4 separate regions of the Mus musculus genome follow, and all the other regions are linked to region 3. Evidence: chromatin contacts called from public Micro-C and promoter capture Hi-C data. All regions are on one chromosome and are shown on one strand. The core of a region is the stretch at or near the end of the contact, and the rest is flanking DNA. Distances in the headings are between cores, read along the strand shown. Region 1 holds the start of Ndufv2 (NADH:ubiquinone oxidoreductase core subunit V2). Region 2 holds the start of Ypel5 (yippee like 5). Region 3 holds the start of Zbtb14 (zinc finger and BTB domain containing 14). Region 4 holds the start of Vapa (vesicle-associated membrane protein, associated protein A).

Region 1 (4,439 bases), core at 349-2,848, 3.3 Mb after region 3:
AAATCCCCTACTCCCCCACTTCTCCTTTCCCCCCTGAGGGCCTATAAAAACTGGGACCCCCTTTTCCCTTGGGGTCGACTCCTCTACCCCTGCATGGGATATGAGTCGTCCCAAGAGCTCTGGCTTTCCCAGAATAAAGCCTCATGTGGTTTACATCAAGCTTGGTCTCTTGTGAGTTCTTGGGGATCCGCTATTATCCCAAGACTTGAGTGAGGGTCTTTTAGCTTCACCTATAGCGAGTTTGGGACCAGGTTGGGCAACATGAGACTCTGAAAAGGCCAAAGTATTACAGCTGCTAATGATGGTGACAATATGTTTGGGTGCACACAATAAAACAAATCAGTAATGGGACCCGGATTATTTTTTCTTTTTCAGTATCTTTTCATTCCCTCAGAGAAGTACTGAAGCAAATTTATTAGTGGTAAACTAATACTGGAGATAATGCAATAGGAACTAAAGAATTTAGTATCATTGGTTAGAAACACTATTTCTTGAGTCGAATAATAATTTTTTTTTTTTTTTTTTTTGGTTTTTCGGGACAGGGTTCCTCTGTGTAGCCCTGGCTGTCCTGGAACTCACTCTGTAGACCAGGCTGGCCTCGAACTCAGAAATCTGCCTGCCTCTGCCTCCAGAGTGCTGGGATTAAAGGCGTGCACCACCACGCCCGGCTGAGTCTAATAATTTGTAGAATATGATTCACACAGGTTGCAATGGATTATCTTGGGTGGTTTTTTTTGTTGTTTTTTGTTTTTTTAAAAAAACAAACTCATGACGAATAACCTTTCAGAATCTTCATTCTGTTGTCAAAATTACGGAAACTATTCACAACTTTATTATAGCAAAAAGAAAGGGGTGGATAGAGAAGACACACACAAAACGACAGTCAGAAGAAGAGTCAAGAATAAGTTAAAAGCCCAAGGTGGCAGTATGCGCCTGTCTGAAGGTTGAGGATCACTCAAAACCTGTGTAAAATACCGACAGCTGGAAACAGCACGATGCGTACTAAAGCTGCTAGGAGTTTCCTGAGATCAAACAAAAATCAAGAAGACAGTAGGTTCCTCCCTCCACCAGTTTTATCATGGAAAATGTCTAGAGCATACACAAGCACAAAGAATATTTGTTCGTCTACCGCGCAGCATCAACAGTCATCATTTCTACCTCCCACTCACTGGCATCCCGAAGTCAATTCCAGTTTAGCCTGTCGTTTTACAGACTCTAACGCAAAGGCTTGGGAGCCAAGGCACTTGCTGTCCAAGTCCACTAGGTGGCAGCCCTTTAAATACGATCGTATGTAAGAAAAGACTCAACCAAACGAATTTTGAAAGAAATAACTGCAATACCAGAGGAGGTGTTTGACAGAACAAACACAAGATCCCCCAGAAGGTACGCCTCGTCCTCAACAAACACAAGAGCCTCGAGAAGGCGAGCCTCGTCCTCAGGGCGGGGACTCAGCTGGCCCAACCGGGCCGGCCTTTTAGGGACTGGGCTGTTTCGGGCCCGCCCACCGGTCCCAGCAGCCCTCGCGCGCCGCTGCGTCAGGAACGGCGTACCGTTCGGGACGCCCAGGCCAGGGCTCGTGAGCGCGCGCGCGCCGTGCGTCCTGGGCGCGGGGCCGCGCGCGCCGGGCCTCCGGGCTCGTTCGTTCCCAGTCAGCCTAGAGCGGCCGGGGTCGGAGCATCGCGTACCCCGCCATGTTCTCCTTGGCGCTGCGGGCCAGGGCGACCGGCCTCGCTGCTCAGTGGGTAAGAGGCTCGGGGTGAACCCCGGGCACTGTCGCCACAGTCTCCCGCTCTTCGTGCCTCCCTTAGCTTTTAGTCCTCGGAGACCCCTAGGCGCTGGACAGGTCAGCTGGCGGCGGCGGGGACGCCGCGGCCTTCGTCCTCAGTGCCTCCGGGATGCTCCGCAGCTGCGGTGGCGGCGGGTGGCGGGCCGCCCGCACCGGGCCGGGGAAAGTCACCCCTAACTTAGTCAAGGTCAGGAAGGCGATTGTCATTTATCCTGGTGCGGAAGCTAGTGGGGGGCCCTGGCGGCCCGCTGCTTCCAGGATCCTAGCAGCGAAGCTTTGGGCTGCTTGTCTGTCAGGCATAGCGGCTGCGCTGCATCGGATTTAAAAGCATGCTGGAGAAAACGCTGATAGGCTTGGTAAAGGCTTGCCGAGTTCCTTCAGGACTAGATAAAGGTGACCAGCGTTTCATTTACTGAAGTTGTTCATTCATTTTAGGAAATGCTCGGCAGAGAATCGTAGGAATTAACCGTGAGAGAATAGTAGTAGCACGAGTAACCGCACTGACCAAAGAGTCGTAGTTCTATGGCCATTTGAGTGTCAGGTGCATCTCAGATAGGCCAAGGAATTGAACTGAAGTTGAAACACTGAAGCGAAGCTAAAATGCAGATTCCAGGGCCTGCGAGGTAGCTCAGGGTGGAAAGGTGCTGGCCTCCAGGTGTGAGGACTAGTTGTGGTCTGACCTTCACAAGCTGAGCTTGTGTCCGGAGAGTGCATGGGCACACAGAAAGTAATGGCTATTGAAATTAACTACATGGCAACTACAGGGAAGAAAGAAGCCTTATTTGTTTGGTTGGATTTTATTTTCCTAACAGTAAAACAAAAACTAAGTTCTCAACAAAAGACTATATATATATATATATATATATATATAGTGTGTGTGTGTGTGTAAACAAACCATTTGGGGCTTTAGACTTAGGCATCCCAGGTGACCTTTTGTAGTTATGTGACATGACCTAGAGAATTAGTCTTTGTTTCTTTAGCTGTGAAATGGGAATGTTGAGTCTGTCCCTAGTTATTTGAAGCCTTAATGTACTTCTAGGTCCAGGTAACAGTGTGAATTGGATTATAGTACTTTTTTTTTTTCCTTTTGAAATTAGATCTCACCATGCAGCCCTGGCTGGCCTGGAGCCTGCTAAGTGTGGCATGTAGGCCTTGAATGTTTGCTGGTCTTCTTGCCTTGACTCTTGAGTGCTGAGATTACAGGTGTGAGCTTCCATGCCCTGCTGGAGTAGAGTAATGATGGGTGATGTTTGATGGCCCCTTGCTGTGTATTTGATAGGTGAATTTATATCTTATTTTAGAGGGTGGTGCAGTGTTTTCATCACTACAAATTAGAAACAGAATTCCCAATTTTTGTGGGGAACATGTAAGAACACTAATAAGGTTCATACGTGTATGGTTGGTCACATCTGATATCCTAGCATTTAGGAGTTAGAGCCAGGAAAATCAGAATGTTTGCTATCATTAACTATATAGTGAGTTTGAGGTTAGTCTGGCCTATATAAATTCCTGTTTGTAAAATATCCCCAACTCAAATCCCAGCCTCCTACAACAAACAAAGAGGTGTCCCTGGTAGTGTAGACTAGTAAAGAGTCAGTGAAAGGTTTTATATACAGTAAGGGTTCTGCTCTGAGTAGATGACTGGTGTAGGAGTGGAGGTGGACTAGGTCTGATTGGAGTCAGAAACTGGAAGGTTACATAGGTAAGAGAGGCTCTGAGAATCATTCAGTTGAGGAGGAGACTAAGAAGTAGGGGCAAAAAAGCTCCCATAGACATCTTCTGTTTCTTTTGTTTTTGAGGCAAAGGGTAACAAGAGGTGTAGTTGAAAAGCAGGGTTTTGTTTTGTGGGTGGTGTTTTGAGACAGAGTTTATGTAGTTTATGTAGCCTTGACTGGCCTTCCAGGAAGACTAGCCTGGCCATAAACTCAGGGATCCACCTGCACTCCCAGGCCTCTGCTTTCAGTTTTGAAATGTTTTTCCCCTATGATAGTGGGTTTTGTGCTGTCACCCCAACATGCTCTCCACAATGAATAATTTTGAATTGTATCCTGGACTTTGTAAATGCATAATAACTTACACTAATAACATTACATAACATAATAATAACATAATTAACACTACACTCTAACTTATTTCTTTAAAGAATGACCACCCCCATTGTCATGAGTGGTAGACCAATATTGGTTCTAATTTAGCAAGGCTGCTTAGACTCTGTCACTACACAGGGGTTAGCCAGAGATCTGAGTAGTTTCTGTACCCATTTCGATACTTCCTTTCCTGGGATTCCCACTTGCCCATGCCAGAGATTATCCACCTCCTTGGCTAAGTCAAGCCATTTAAGACTGCGTTTTAATTTTTTTATGTTTATTTTGGTTTCTTTGTTTGTATAACAGGGTCTTAACTGTATAGCCCAGGCTGGCTTTAAACTCTGGCAGTCCTCTTAGCATACCTCCTAAGTGGTGGTGTTGCAGGTGTGAGCCACTGTGCCTGGCTTACAGGAAAGACTTCTGGTGTGCTTGTTTGAGGCAGGGCTTCTCTGTGCAGTCCTAGTTGCAGGCCTGTTAGACACTGGAGAAACTCAAAACCTAGCTTTGTAAAGTCCCAGCTTTGTAAAACCCAAAGCAACCTCACCTTCAGAACAGGCGTGCCGGCT
Region 2 (4,633 bases), core at 904-3,403, 3.5 Mb before region 3:
CAACATGGAGACGAAGACAGCTTTGTGGAATAAGTTCTCTTTTGACCATGTGGGTCCCTGGGTTAAAACTTGACCTGCAGGGAAAAATCTGTACTGAACACGGGGCCAGATGAGGGTATAAGACAGCCATTTAGCACACCTGTAATCCTGACACCAAGGCAAGGAGTTCAAGAGCAGCCTGGCCTGGGTGTGTAAGGCTCTTCTGGGAAACAACTGCATTAGTTCTTTCCAAAGAGCACAAAATACCTTGTGCTCTAGCACACTCTTGCAACACACACACACTCACCCCAAATTGTACATATTCCATCTTCTTGCTAGAGTCAATGCTCCAGGGATGGTTTTCCTAAGCCTTTCTGGCCAACAGCAACCCATAGGCTTTTCATTTTCTAGGCCCAACATCTGTTCTCCTCAGAATACTTCCTACTTCCTCCTCCTGGTGTCTCCCTGCCCCATCTTTGAACTTCTGTAACACTCATTTCATAACTTACCAATATTTGGTCCTGCACGGTTTCTCGATTTCATTGGTCTGTAACCTTTCACTAAATTGGGAGTCCAGAGAGAATTCCCCTCCTCTGGAATCTCCTCCTTACCTAGTAAACTGTAGGTACATATGCGATTAATTCTTAGTAAAACAACCCATATCAAGGCACTTCACATCTGGCACAAATATGCACCCAAGAAGATTTCGACTTTTTCTATGTTGTAATGCAGTTGCAATCCCGCCTATGGGGCTATGCAAAAAAAAAAAAAAAAAAAAAAAAAAAAAAAAACCGATCTGATAAGGTCGGTTGACCTGAACCAGCCAAGTTCAGTTATTTTCCAAAAGCAAGGCAAGCCTGAAATTACTTTCAGATTTTCCATCTGTCAAAAGCCACCAGAAATAAAAATCCTCAAGATTTCCAAGAGGGCTCTGGAAACAGAAACAAAAAGTTTAAAAATAAAAAATAAATGAGTCGCACACCTTTCCTTCCTGTCACTCCAAAAGGAGATCAGTCTGGCGTCCGGATGAAACAGACCTGGGTACTACTGCGGCTTCCCACTCCCGCTGGCAACACTCAGGCTTCCTACCAACCTGCACAGCAGCGTGGAGTAACGGGGTGTGCAGGAGCGTGCCCACCGCAGCCAGCAGGAAAGAGCCTCCCGGTCCGCTCCCCGAGCAGCACCGGGGTCTGCGCCAAGCCGACCGCCCGCAGCCGGCCCAGCTGATCGCGCCCACGTGACTCCCTCCAGCCAATCGCCCGGCGCAAGGCGGAGCGCGCGGCGGCGGCGGCGGGGCCTCCTCGGCACAACAAACACAGGCGGAACAGCTGGGCAGGCGCGGGCGACCGGGCGCTCGGCACCCGCAGGCTACCGGGCAGTGTTCCCCACGCCCAGGGTCCAGAGGGCAGCGTGATAGGGGCTAGCACCGACGAGGCGGGCACGGCCCACAGCCCAGACACCCGAGCACGAGTCGAGCCTCCGGAGCGGCGGGGCGGGCGGGGTGCGAGCGCGGCCCTGGAGCGCGGGCCCGCGGGCCGGCCCCGAATCGGAGCCCGGGCGCGCCCCCGACGCTGCGGCGGGGACGGCGGCTGTGGGGGCGGGGCGGCCTAGGAAGTGGGGGTGTCACGGAGAGAGCTGTCTGCGGACCGGCGGCCCAGGCGACAGGCGCCGAGGGCGGCGGGCGGGCGGGGGCCGCGGGTCGCTAAGGGGGTCGCGGCTGTTGTGGGCTCGCGGAGCGCTCCGCTGCGCGGCGGGGGCGGGTCGGCGGCGGCCGCCGCGCCACAGCCTCACAAAGAAGGACCGCCCGGCCCGGCCCCGCGGCCCCACGGCCCCACAGTCCTGAGAATTGCCCTGGTGGCCCGGCCAGGACCCTGGACGAGTGGAGAAGGGGAAGAGGCACTTCCTGCCTGGGCCCCCGCCCCGGGCCGCTCCCCGAAGGCTTCGAAGCCGCCGGCCCAAGGGCTTCGAGCCCCAGCCGACTCCGATCCCGGCGCCCACCGCCGTACTCACCGGCGTGCTGGGAATCGGCGCTGCCAGCAGCTCTTCGCTCCTCAGCTGGGTCGAAGCCCACCTCGGCCTCCCAAGTCTTCAGGTTTAGTCAGGCCTTGGCCCCGCCTCTCCTCGGTCGGGCCTCGGCGTCAATCACCGGGCGTGGCCCCGCCCTCCCTTCAGGCGGCTCTCCCGGTTGGCCCGCAGCGCCCTTCATTTCTAGGCTCCGCCCCTCTCCCTGGCACTCTGCCCCTTCCGCCGGGCCCCGCCCCTTCTCGGGCTCGCCCTCCCCCCACCCTTGCCCGCTTACACTCCGCCGCCCACCCCACCCCGAAGCCGCAGCGGATGGGCGGACTCCTCGCCGCTCGCCCCGCCTCTAATTCGACACCTTGCATCCTTACGGCCAATCAAGGAGGCTAAGTCTGCCTCCTCGGCCGAGGCGGCCAATGTAGTGAGAGTGAGGACCCGCCCCCCACTCCCAGCTGAGCGCACACAACACAGCATCCACGTGAGTCAGCTTCTTAAAGGAGACGCCTCAGCCTTGGTAATTGCGGCAGCTGGGACTCATTGCCCGTCATCGGCGTCACCTGCTGGCGGCTGAGGCCATAGCTTCCTGATAGCCAAGGAAGCCTAGAAGAAGCGAAAACAAGAGGCTGTTTTCTAGTCAACGCTGGTATTGAGGTTAAAGGGCTACCTAGGTTGAAATGCCCGTTTTACCATCCCATCAGGCCACTTTCTCTTGGCTTACACGAATTGCCTTAAACAAATCCCGAACTCTTTGTGTCTCGGTATATAGGAATTCATTGTAAACAAGGTTTTTTTCAGCGTGCTTGGTTCTATTTACAAACTTTCCAAGTTTTCTCTTCTCTTCCCTCTCTCTGTTTCTGTCTCTATCTCTTTGTTTTTCGAAACAGGGTTTCTGGACAGCCTGGAACTCACTCTGTAGACCAGGCTGGCCTCGAACTCAGAAATTCGCCTGCCTCTGCCTCCCAAGTGCTGGGCTTAAAGGCGTGTGCCACCACGCCCGGCCCAAGTTTTCTCTTGACCGTTGAAGTAATTCTCAAAAACTTAAGTCTTTTATGTGGAGATCAACTGTCTTGTTGAAAAAGACAGCTGTCCCCTTAGCCCTCCCTCACCATGTTTAAGATAAGTTGGAAAATTTTTGCCATTCCGTTGGCTTTCCCAGGTAATTAAATCTCTGTTGGCTGTCCATAAAGATGACAGAAATACCTCAAAATATTTCATGTATTAAATAAACATAAAATATATAAATTATACACATATATATATACTAGCACTTGAAATTTGTAGCATAGAATATGTGTTCTGACAAAACCCTGATACTTAACCCTAAATCCTTCAGTACTTTTCATTCATTTATAAAATAAAGAGTTACTGTGGCCTGGTTTTGTAGAACATGCCTTTAGTCTAGAGTGAGTTTCAGGACAACCAAAGCTACATAGTGTCTCGAGAAAACAAAACAAAACAAAAAGCTACTCTGACCATCAAAGATAAAAGACTATGTTTAGATTAAAGAGAATTTTGCTGGAGGAAAAAAAGCATTTTGGGGTATATTGGGAGATTCTTATAATCCCTTTATTTTTATTTAATACAAGACTGTTAAACTTAGAGCTGTGTACACTGGTCTATAGCTATTGTCATGACACTCTGGAAAGCCGAGGCAAGAGCATCAGGAATTGCTACAGTGACTGACACTGTCTTAAATCAAGGTACACATGTATTCCAGGAAAGAAAGTACAGTGCCTCATTTCCCCCCAGAATTTGGAAACAAGGCCAGTCTCATACATTTTAGGCAGTACTCCACCACTCAGTTCCATCGCCCTCCCTCTTTCTGAATACTAGATTGAGACACATTCCACCTTTAATGCCCATGTTTGTCTCCAGTTTTCCACTGTCCTGCTGCTGCTCCCGAATAGCTGGCTTACAGATTTGTGCCACCAACCCTAGCATGCTTTCCGAAGACTTCAGTTCTCTGCTGACAATTTCAAAATGGGGAAGGGTGGGGACACAGTGTACTTCTTCTAGTTTTCTTCTTCTTCTTTTTTAATTTAGCCACAATCAGTCATTTTTAATTTTAGTGTGTGTGTGTGTGTGTGTGTCTTCATATGTACATGTTGCTCTGAGTGCTGGAGGAGGCTGGGAAGGTTGTCCTATCATCTGGAGCTAGAGTTGCAGGCAGTTTCAAGCCATTCAACATGGATGTTAGTGATCTTGGAACTCCTGTCCTCTGTGAGAGCATCAAGTATTCTTAACCTCTGAGCCACCTCTCCATCTCTGATCATTCTTTAGTGCCAAATGTATTTTTATCCACAAATTATAGACTCGGGCACTTCAATCAGTCTCAGATGGTAATCTCTGTTCTTTTCCAATGTCAGAGGGACATTGGATGGATACAGAGAACTCTCTAGATCTTGAAACTCAGCCTGTCCTAAATGGAGCCTGTATCGCCTTTCAACAGCAGAGACGTTTCTTTAGGCCTTGCCTGTCACCACTTTCTTATGTCTAGTGGGCTATAATCCAACCCTGCCCTGTTCTTGCTTCCTACTGGCACCACCACCTCCTTTAACTCCTTAAGTTGCTGCAGATAAGCTGAACTGTTGGTATCTGTTAAATAAAAATTATAGGAAGCTTTGTTTGAAATTAA
Region 3 (4,389 bases), core at 1,807-4,306:
GAGACTCAGTCCAGCCCATGGCGGCCACCTGTAATTCTGAGACGGTGTCAAGGTGGCTGGCTCTGCTAGCTAAACAGTGAACTCCAGGCTGAATTGAGAGATCCTGTCCCAGTGGACAAAGCAGACATCAATCAAAGAAGATGCCTGTCTCGCCAGCTTTGGGGTCTCCGAGGGAATGGCCACATACATGCACCAGCATGCATGCACACACATGCAGATGTGTATACATACACCACAAATGCAGGGAAAAAAAAAAAGATTCCTCAAGACCTGACTTCAGGTGTGGAGGACTTGACAATAACACCGGGCTGGGCACTGTACTTCCTTGAGAGAAGAGACAAGCCACCACTGAAGAACTAGAGAGGGCACCACTGCCACAATGGTTCTGTGTTGGCCTCTAGTTTCTCCATAGTAGTTTTGAGCCACTCCTGGATGAGTTTCTAGGTGTAATCTGACCCCCAAGACCTCTGGGAAGACAGTGATGAGTGGCTTTATGCTCATAGGATGCCAGACTTCCAGCCATCCAGTTAAAAGTCAACAGATGTACAGGTTGAGTGTCCTTTCTCTGAAATGCTCGGGACCAGAAGTGTTTCAAGTTTTAGATTTTTTTTCCTCCAGGTTTTGCAATACGTGCATACACATAATGAGATAAATTGAAGATGGTAGGCCAAGCCCAACTCCAAAACTAGTTGTTATTTTATATATACCTTACACATACAGCATGAAGGTAATTTATATACTATTTCAAAAAATACTTCTTTTTCGAGACAGGGTTTCTCTGGGTAACCCTGGCTGTCTTGGAACTGGATCTGTAGACCAGGCTGGCCTTGAACTCAGAGATCTTTCCTCTTGCCTGCCTCAAATAATATTCTTTTGTTTATTTTGTTTTCTCAAATAATATTCTCAACAAAACTTCATAGCACAGAATTTTCATCTATGGCTTCTTATTGCCCTTCAAAAAGCTTCAGAGTTTGAACATTTTGGACTTAGGTTCAACCTGTACTTGGTTAAGTATAGACATATTTTTAAAACAAAGTAATTTCAGAACCACCACAGAAGGCCTTCCACTGCGAGTTCAAGAGCTTATCGAAAAATACTGTGTTTTATGTAAAAACAACATGGTCTTACTTTTATTCAACCCAGTTTAAGTCTGAAGAAAACAGGTTTTTCCTCATGGAAGTAGAATTACAAACGTATGTGTAGAATGTGTGTATGTGTACACACTGGGGATCAGGGACTTGCTTAAACCGAGGACGTAGATTTAGCCCTTACTGATACCCCTAGACCCGAGATACTTATGTTAAAATCAAATGCCAGATGATAGTCTGAGGCTTACTACTCTAAGGTACACTCACCATGAACAATTCAGGCTATGTTCTTAATGCCTTAAACACCAAAATCTTCAGATCAGACTCAGGCTGATCAGGGGCAAGCCAGATCTACAGGAAGAAAGGCACAGATTAAGTAAGATTTTTTTTTTCTACATTAAATCCTAAACCAAGTATTTACAAGAGTCACAAAACACTCTGTCCCACCTCTTGCCTATGAACCGTTTTTTGGGGAGACACTGTGAGGCTAACAGTAGTCAGGTCTGGTTCTATGTAAGGACTAGACCCGGAGTAGTCCGTGGTATATATTCTTGAAAACATCAGCACATATATGTTCTTTATCCACACCACTTCCTGTTGGGTGCACATTTTCCTTTAAGAACTATAGACATCTAGATGCATGTTTGAATATCGGACGGCTGCAGGAACACACATACCCAACAGCTAAAGAGTGGAGAAATAAGCATGCCACTTTGTCTACTACACAATTACAAACTTGTCTCCAAGACTGCCATGGAGAAATCTTACATTTTTCTCCCTCCATCCCCGGATGCAGGTTCAAAGAATTTTCTTTCGTTCTTAACTCTCACCCAAAGAACTCCACATCCTGCAGCCCAACAGGCTTTGAAGAACAAAAATTTCCTCTACTGACCACCAATCCCACAAGTGCAGTAGAAGCAGGTGGCCGTGTTACAATACAGTCCTACACAATGACTTTGTCCGAGATTCCACCAAAGGGTCGACATCCTGAGAACCCATAACAAGTTCATACTATAGGAATCACAGGGCTCTGAGTTAGCAGGCTTTCCCATGTGCACGGAGTGAGGGCTGGTAAGATAGTTTCTAAGGATGCTCCCTCCAGTCTTCACCTCAGCCTTCCTGGGTTCTAGATGCACCCTGGGCCGGCAGTCAGCCTAAGGGAAGGCATTCCCTGCAGAAATTCCCTCCGTGGCACTTCTGAGGTCATGGACTTGGGAGAAGAGTGGCCCTATGGTAGCTATGGCAACATATCAGCGTGCGTACGCCTTCTCGATTCTGGTGAGTGTGTAATTCTTTTTCAAAGGAGGTCACAGGGCAATCGGCTCGGTTTTTTTTTCCCCCTATAGAGATGTTCCCATTGCTAAGTTCAAATGAGTCAAACCTGAAGATAACCATTGCCAGTATGTGTGTAAGTAGGTGTAGGACAAGACATAGCCCAACACCTATAATACTATAAAGCAGCTCCTTGCTAGCAGCTCCCCAAATCGCGGGAGCGTTAAGGCGTCCTCACCGAGCACAGAGCCAGGCTTTCCCAAAGCAAACTTACATAAGCAGCCGCAGCCGCCTCCTTATTCCGGAGCAGCTGCGACAATGGCGGCCACACCACTTCCCTGTTGCGACCGCACAACTTGGGAGTGGGGAATCCGGGGCCCCGCGAAAGACATGGGGCGCAGTCCGCGCGTGGGGAGCCCACATTCGCATTTCGCAGCCAATGAGCCGCCGGATGCAGCGAGCCCTCAGCATTCTCTCCTAAACAAAAGCTCCCCTGAGCTGTGCCCGCCAGCGACGGGCCACCTTCCCTTCCACCATCCTCCACTTCTCCAGGTCGCGGCGCGGGCGCGAGGCTCTCTTCCTTGGCCCGCAGCAGCCCCGGCGGCGCGACGAGCTCGGGAGCGGGCATGCGGCCGGTTCCGCAGCCCCGCGCCGCGCCGCGCCCTGCTCCGCCCGCGAGCCCCGAGCTCGCGCCCCGCGCACTCCGCGGCCTGCGCGTCTGGTCCTCCCGCGCCCTCCCGCGGCCAAGGGCGGGGGCGGCGCGCGGCCGGCTCCCCGGAGCTCGGCGGACGCAGGCGGGGGAGCGTGCGCGGGGGGTCCCGTCGGCTCCGGGGGAAACCACAGCTGCGAGGGGCGGCGCCCCGCGGGCCGCGCTCGGGCCCGGCTCGGCCGTCCCCACCCCCACCGCGGTGCACTGCGGCGCGGAGAGCCAGGCGGCCATGAACTCGGCCGCGGAGAGAGAGCGCGCGCGCGGGGCCGCCGCCTGGCCTCTTCCCCACCCGCTCGCTGGCCTGCGCAGCCACCGGGGACGCCCGGCCCCCCACGCCCAACCGCGGCCCACGCCCCGATCCCGCTCGCACCGCGCTGCGCCGCCACATCCTGCAGCTGGCTGCTGCCCCGGAGCTCGGCGGGAACGCGCCTCCTCGCAGCCGCCCCGGCCGCGCCCGCCGCCGGCTGCCCCCGCGTCCCCGCGCCCGTCCCCGGCCCTTCCAGCACCCGGCCCGCGCTTACCTGCAGCTTGGCACCGCTACAGACGCTCGCTGTCGCTGTGGGCTCCCTCGCTCGGCAGCGCGCAAGCCAGGGACGGGATGGACGCGGGGGCACGGTGGGTGGCAGTGTTTTGGATTTTTTTTTAATTTTTTTTTTTCTGAGTTTGGGGAGGGGGTGGGGTAGGGGGGGAATCGTGCACGTCCCTGGTGGTGGCAGCCCTCCTCCTGCACGAGCACACACTAGCCAACCCGCCGCGAACACCCCCACCACCCCCCTCCCCGTGCATGCGCGGTGCGGGCTCCGGGGTAGTGGGGGGGAGAGAAGGCGCGCCGCCGCTTGCGCAGGCACGGAACTGGCTGGGGCCTCCCTCGTGAGCGAGCGAGGAAAGGGTTAATCTGGGACCTGACGGGTGGTTGCTTTCCCTGGGTCTACGGGGCCGCCCGCGGAGAGCCCTGGCCTGCGCACGCGCGCGCACGCGCGCGGCAAGGGGCGCGCGGAGCCCGCGCGCGGGAGAAGGGGGTGGGCGGGGTCGGGGCGGGGCTTCTGCCGGCCAGGGGAGCGAATGCACGAGCTCCTTTCTCGAGCACCCGCCCCCTCCTGGAGCTCCCGACTCCAGGGCTCCCGCCGGCGCCCGGCCTCGGCACTGCGTCGGGAACGCGGGGAGCCTGCGCTCCCGTGCGTGTGCGTGTGCATGTGCGTGGGCCATGTCTGCCCCTGGGCGCGCACGGTTCGGGCGCTGAGCTCGGCCTGGCTTTTGGGCAGGTGTCCCGGTGCACCGTCTGTCTCCCCTGTACCGTCTCGACCGAATATCCAGGCTCAT
Region 4 (4,613 bases), core at 916-3,415, 3.8 Mb after region 3:
ACCCGGGCTGCACTGTGGGTTCTCACTGTAGCCCTGGTTCTGAACACGTCATGTATACTTTGTTCTTTATGTGCTGTCTGGCCACATAAGGCTACTGATGCTGCCTGAAACACCTTGGCTCAGATATGAACTGCAGTGCTCTCTTATTGTACAGTTTTCTAGTCTTTGAAGAGATTATTTTTAATTACGTATACTTGTTAGGATCTGTGCATGAGTGCAAGTACTCTCCAGTGGCCAGAGGCATTGGCTGTCCCTGGAGTTGGAGTTTCAGGTAGATGTGAGCAGCCTGCTATGGGTGCTGGGAACAAAATTCAAGTCTTCTGCAAGAGCAGTATGTGCTTTTAACCGCTGAGGCAGCTTTTCTGCTCCTAGACTTCTACTCTTCAAAGACATAATGGTTTAATTAAGGAAAAAAGATAATATTTTCTTGTTATTGTTTCTTAGCACATGTTAAATTTATACATCTTGGGATTGCATTGTGTTAGAATTTTTTATTTTAAAATTGCAGTTTGAGTTACTGATTTGCACTTCATTAAAAAAATCACACGAAAATTTTGGCTGGTGATTGGGATAGAATTTCCAACTATTTTTGAAATGTTTCCAAATCTATTTTTTTGCCACTTTGCACTAGGTATTTATATAAAATGATTCTCAGCATTGGTAATTATAAAATCAAAATAGCAATCAATTACAAAAAAAGTTGACAATGTTGTGTTTAGCAATATCAAATATTCAGCCAAGAATAAATAATTTTTACGTAGAGATGAACAAGGAAATCCATCTCGTTTGCATACAAGCTTGCTTTTGTCTTAAATGGATTTTTGGTCTGCTTCTTTTCAAAATTCATTTTTTAGGTTAGGATACAAAGTAAGCATTCAAAGAAAGAAAACAAACTTTTTTTTTTAAACGACCAATGTTTGCTTTATACCACTATTATATCCTATATACCTCGAGTGGCATGAAAGTTTTTCAGGTGTCGGGGCGGCAAGTTGAAAAAGTCTAATTAGCTGTATTCTAGACTGCTCATTTCGACATTTACTTCCAAGCAATCTAGAGTGCCTTTTCGTGGCAGAAGCATGAATATGTGCTTTGTTTCGCACGGAGCTTCCTAGAGATTTAAATTCAAGCAGCACCATAGGACACAATAAAGGTTTTTACAGCACATCCATTTGTTTTGTTTGCTCTTCCCGTCCCTGGATACCCTGGCAAGGGGCTGAATATCTGTCAGCAACTTGCTTGGCATTTTTTTTTTTTTTTCTCATTTGGTACAGGCTCTCCTAAGTGATACAGATAAAATTCGTCCCTAGCACGAGAATGTGGCAAACAGATTTGGGTATGAGTTTGAAGTGAACCACACTGTAGATACAGCACGTGAACTCCACGCTGTAGGAACAGAGATTTCGTTTCTACCCTTGTAGAGAAACTGTGCCTGGCACAGATTTCCCCTGGAACTCGTTCGCTTGTGAGCGAGATGTGTTTCCTTTGGCTGGGCAGGAGGGAGATGGGGAGGAGGCAGTCTTGGAACAGCAGGCAGAACGGAGCGCACGTTCGCTGAGGGCGGAAGGAATCCCCAGCAGACCAGAGGGACACGCCCTGCCGCTCTCCCAAAGGGCGGTCTCTCCTGGGATGCCTGGCTTCCAGGCAGCCTGCAAAAACCCTTCTCTTTTCCAGGGCAGACAAGACGCCCTCGGCGAGCCAAAAGCCGCGTCAGCGGCCCCACCCACTCGCCTCCAACGGACCCAGGTCGCCTTCCCGGTTCCCAGCAGCCACCGCGGAGGCGCCGCCCGCACAGGGCATGCTGGGAGTCGAGGTACCCGGCGCTTCATGACTCTCTTCCGTTCGGAATTCCACTTGGAACGCCGTGAGGTAGCGTCGTAGTCGGCGCTCCAGCCCCGCACTCGCAGCTCCAGGGCCCCAAGAACGACACCCCCTTCCCGGGGCGCCGTGCACCGCGTCTCCCCGCAAAGAGCCCCGCTCCGCCCCCCCGACCCTGCTCTACGGAGATTGACAGCGGCGCGGCGCCCGGAGCTGCGGCCAAGTCGGAGGTGCGCAGGCGCACTAGCTCAGCGTTGACCCCTCCCACCCCCCAGTTAGGCCCGGAGGGCGGGGCCAGCACGAGGGCTCCAGGCCGCGGGGGCGCGCACGTAGGCACGTAGGGCCCGTCACGTGGGGCGCCGAGGATCGCAGTGCGCGTGGCCGCGGCGGCTGGTGTGGGGTTGAGTCAGTTGTGACACCCGGAGCTGCTGAGCGGACAGGCTGCCCTCGGGACCCCCGCGGCCCGGCAGCAGGCGCGGAGCTTCGGGAATCGTGAGCCTGGCCCCGTCCTAGAGCTCCGCGGAGCCGGCGCCGCCACCGTCCCCTCGCCCCCGCCAGCGAACCGCCGCCGCGGGCGCGCCCCCGCTCTGCGCTGCGCTGTCTCCTATGGCGTCCGCCTCCGGGGCCATGGCGAAGCACGAGCAGATCCTGGTCCTCGACCCTCCTTCAGACCTCAAATTCAAAGGTAGGCTGGCTGGGACGCTCCGGAGCGGAGCTGAGGCTGGGGCTGGGGCTGGCGGGCGGCGGCGGGGTGGCCGGGCCGTGCTCCCCTCCCCCACGCCCCGGCCGAGCGTCGGAGCCGCGGCCCCGCTGCGTCCCTCGGCCCCGCGCCTCGCCGTCCGCCGCTGCCGGGCCGGGCCGGGCCGGGCTGGGCTGCGCTGCGGAGGGGAGGGGAGGGAGCCGCCGGGCGCCGCGGAGGGCTCCGCCGCCATCTTGCGGCCCCGCGGGGGCGCCGTGGGAGCCCGCCCGCGCCTTGCCCGCCGGCCCGCATGGCGTCCTTGCCCCAGGGGCGGCCGCGGCGCGGCGCGGTGCGGTCGGGCGGTGCGGGAGGGCGACTGGGAGCCGGAGCTCCCTAGTCGGCGGGCGCCAGTGGGCGCCGTTCGGCGGCTTTGGGCAGGCGCGGTCCGCCGCGGGCGAGGAGGCGTTCACGGTCGCGGCCTCGCCCGGAGTCTTTCCCGGTCAGGTGCGGGACTCTGGCTGAGCCGGGAGACCAGGCAGCAGAGTCTCTGGCTGGGACTGACCCCGCGTGTTGGCACGGCCCCCAGGCGCGCGGCAGAAAGCTGTGCGTCAGCTGGGGCATGCATGGTCAGAGGTTAATGGTAGTGGGTCCCTTGTGTCAGCTCGGATTGTCCCTAGGTACGGAGGACCCAGTCCTTGAGTGCACACTGTCTTTACTGAAGAATTCTTTCAGCGTTTGTGACCCGCTTACGCTTGCGGTTTCCCTGCGTATCCCGAGAAAGCTGCTAAGGTGCCACACAGCTCTGGAACTGTTGACTTTGGAGCATTGACTGTGATAGACAGTGGCTTGGTGATTCTTGTTCAGATCCAAGGCGGTTTGCCTTCTCAGTGTGTAGGAAACGAAACGTTACACAGAACAATTTACTTTATTTTAAGGAGAACCAAAAGAATGGAGCTAAAGAGAAAACGTGATCCTTCCTATCTTTAAATGTAAAGTGCCCCCCTCCCCCCCCCCCGAAAGTTAATACCTTGCGTTTTAATTTCAGGAACTGATGAAAACAATTTTCCTTAGGCGCACATCGATTCCAGTACTAAGAGAAAAAGTAAACCCATTAATAGTAGTGTAAGAGTTAGTCCAAATGAAAATAGCTGAATTGTCCTTGTGGGAACAATTTAAAATAGTTCCAGACACTTAAAGATTTTATATCTTAAATAGTTTTAGGGCTTATAAACATTGGGTATTCTGCTAGTCACATGCCCTGCAGGTGTTTCAGTACATTCACAAGTTTCTCTTTACTAGACAAGAACTTGATTGTGATTTTAAGGCAGCTCTAATATCTTTGGAATTGGGTCGTGAACCACACTTATAATCCCGGCATTCTGGAAGTCCAGAAACCATCCAAAGTTTGAAATCAACCCGGGCTACAAGGGAGACACTAGACAGTGTCTCAGAACCTCGGGTAGTGTGTATTTTCCTGCAGCAAATTTCTGTATTGCCTGATTGGTTTTTTTTGGGGGGGGGAGGGGGGGAGGGAGTGGGCGGGGTTTGCTGAGAAGTTCTTATAGTACTGTAGTAGCCATAGGTAATAGAAGCGATTTAATGAACATTTTTACGATATTTTGTGTGGTTTGCTTTTTCTCTTTTGACTGTAAGAGAAAATTATCTGTACCACATAGACATGTGTGAAAAGTCTTTTATGAGACAGGTTTTAAAAACGATTGGAAATACTACATTGTGCAGTATCCATATAGACCACTTATTTTTGATGTTAAATAATAACTGTGTTTATACAACAGACTATGTGTTACCAAAAAAATGATCCCAATACTACTGAAAAGGGCAGGTAAGTGGTACTTTGAGGGAGTAGCATGTCTGTGGAAGCTTTTAAGGGAAAAAGGCTCCTTTCAAGTTGCCTAGGGAAAGTTATGCAAATGGGAGTGGTTGGGTAAATCCTGAGGTGAGAAGATACATTGAGGTGAATAGACTTAAATGCCCAGTTGTTCAGAGACTTCTGGAAAGGTGGGTGAGATGGAAAGATAGGGAGGGAGAAATTCGAGAGGATTGGAGTAGGAGTTTGACATTTGGAGTTTGATGCTTTCCTCCTTAATGTTACTTTGTT

The links. Promoter capture Hi-C pulls out the DNA fragments that hold promoters and counts their contacts. A called contact is a pair of places that touch in the nucleus more often than the background predicts.
Region 1: a promoter capture Hi-C map of pre-B cells shows a contact between it and region 3. The contact joins the promoter of Ndufv2 here to the promoter of Zbtb14 in region 3. A contact is called at or near these places in 2 of 39 promoter capture datasets (liver and pre-B cells).
Region 2: a Micro-C map of embryonic stem cells shows a contact between it and region 3, with 7 times the contacts expected there. The contact joins the promoter of Ypel5 here to the promoter of Zbtb14 in region 3. A contact is called at or near these places in 1 of 39 promoter capture datasets (liver) and 2 of 484 Hi-C or Micro-C datasets (CD4 T cells and embryonic stem cells).
Region 4: a promoter capture Hi-C map of pre-B cells shows a contact between it and region 3. The contact joins the promoter of Vapa here to the promoter of Zbtb14 in region 3. A contact is called at or near these places in 1 of 39 promoter capture datasets (pre-B cells) and 5 of 484 Hi-C or Micro-C datasets (CD4 T cells, CD8 T cells, pre-B cells and 1 more).

What each region holds. Positions count from the first base shown.
Region 1 is chr17:66,098,718-66,103,156 of GRCm38.p6, reverse strand. It overlaps Ndufv2 (NADH:ubiquinone oxidoreductase core subunit V2), which reads left to right and starts at 1,598. Exons shown (of 8, transcript NM_028388.3): 1 at 1,598-1,742. The coding sequence starts at 1,692.
Region 2 is chr17:72,834,148-72,838,780 of GRCm38.p6, reverse strand. It overlaps Ypel5 (yippee like 5), which reads right to left and starts at 2,153. Exons shown (of 3, transcript NM_027166.6): 1 at 1,990-2,153.
Region 3 is chr17:69,382,471-69,386,859 of GRCm38.p6, reverse strand. Zbtb14 (zinc finger and BTB domain containing 14) reads right to left here and starts at 3,056. Exons shown (of 3, transcript NM_009547.3): 1 at 2,635-3,056; 2 at 1,356-1,439. The coding sequence starts at 1,358. It overlaps Gm49894 (transcription initiation factor TFIID subunit 4-like), which reads left to right and starts at 2,679. Exons shown (of 3, transcript XM_030250167.1): 1 at 2,679-2,760; 2 at 2,849-3,684. The coding sequence starts at 2,679.
Region 4 is chr17:65,611,107-65,615,719 of GRCm38.p6, reverse strand. Vapa (vesicle-associated membrane protein, associated protein A) reads left to right here and starts at 2,165. Exons shown (of 6, transcript NM_013933.3): 1 at 2,165-2,500. The coding sequence starts at 2,422.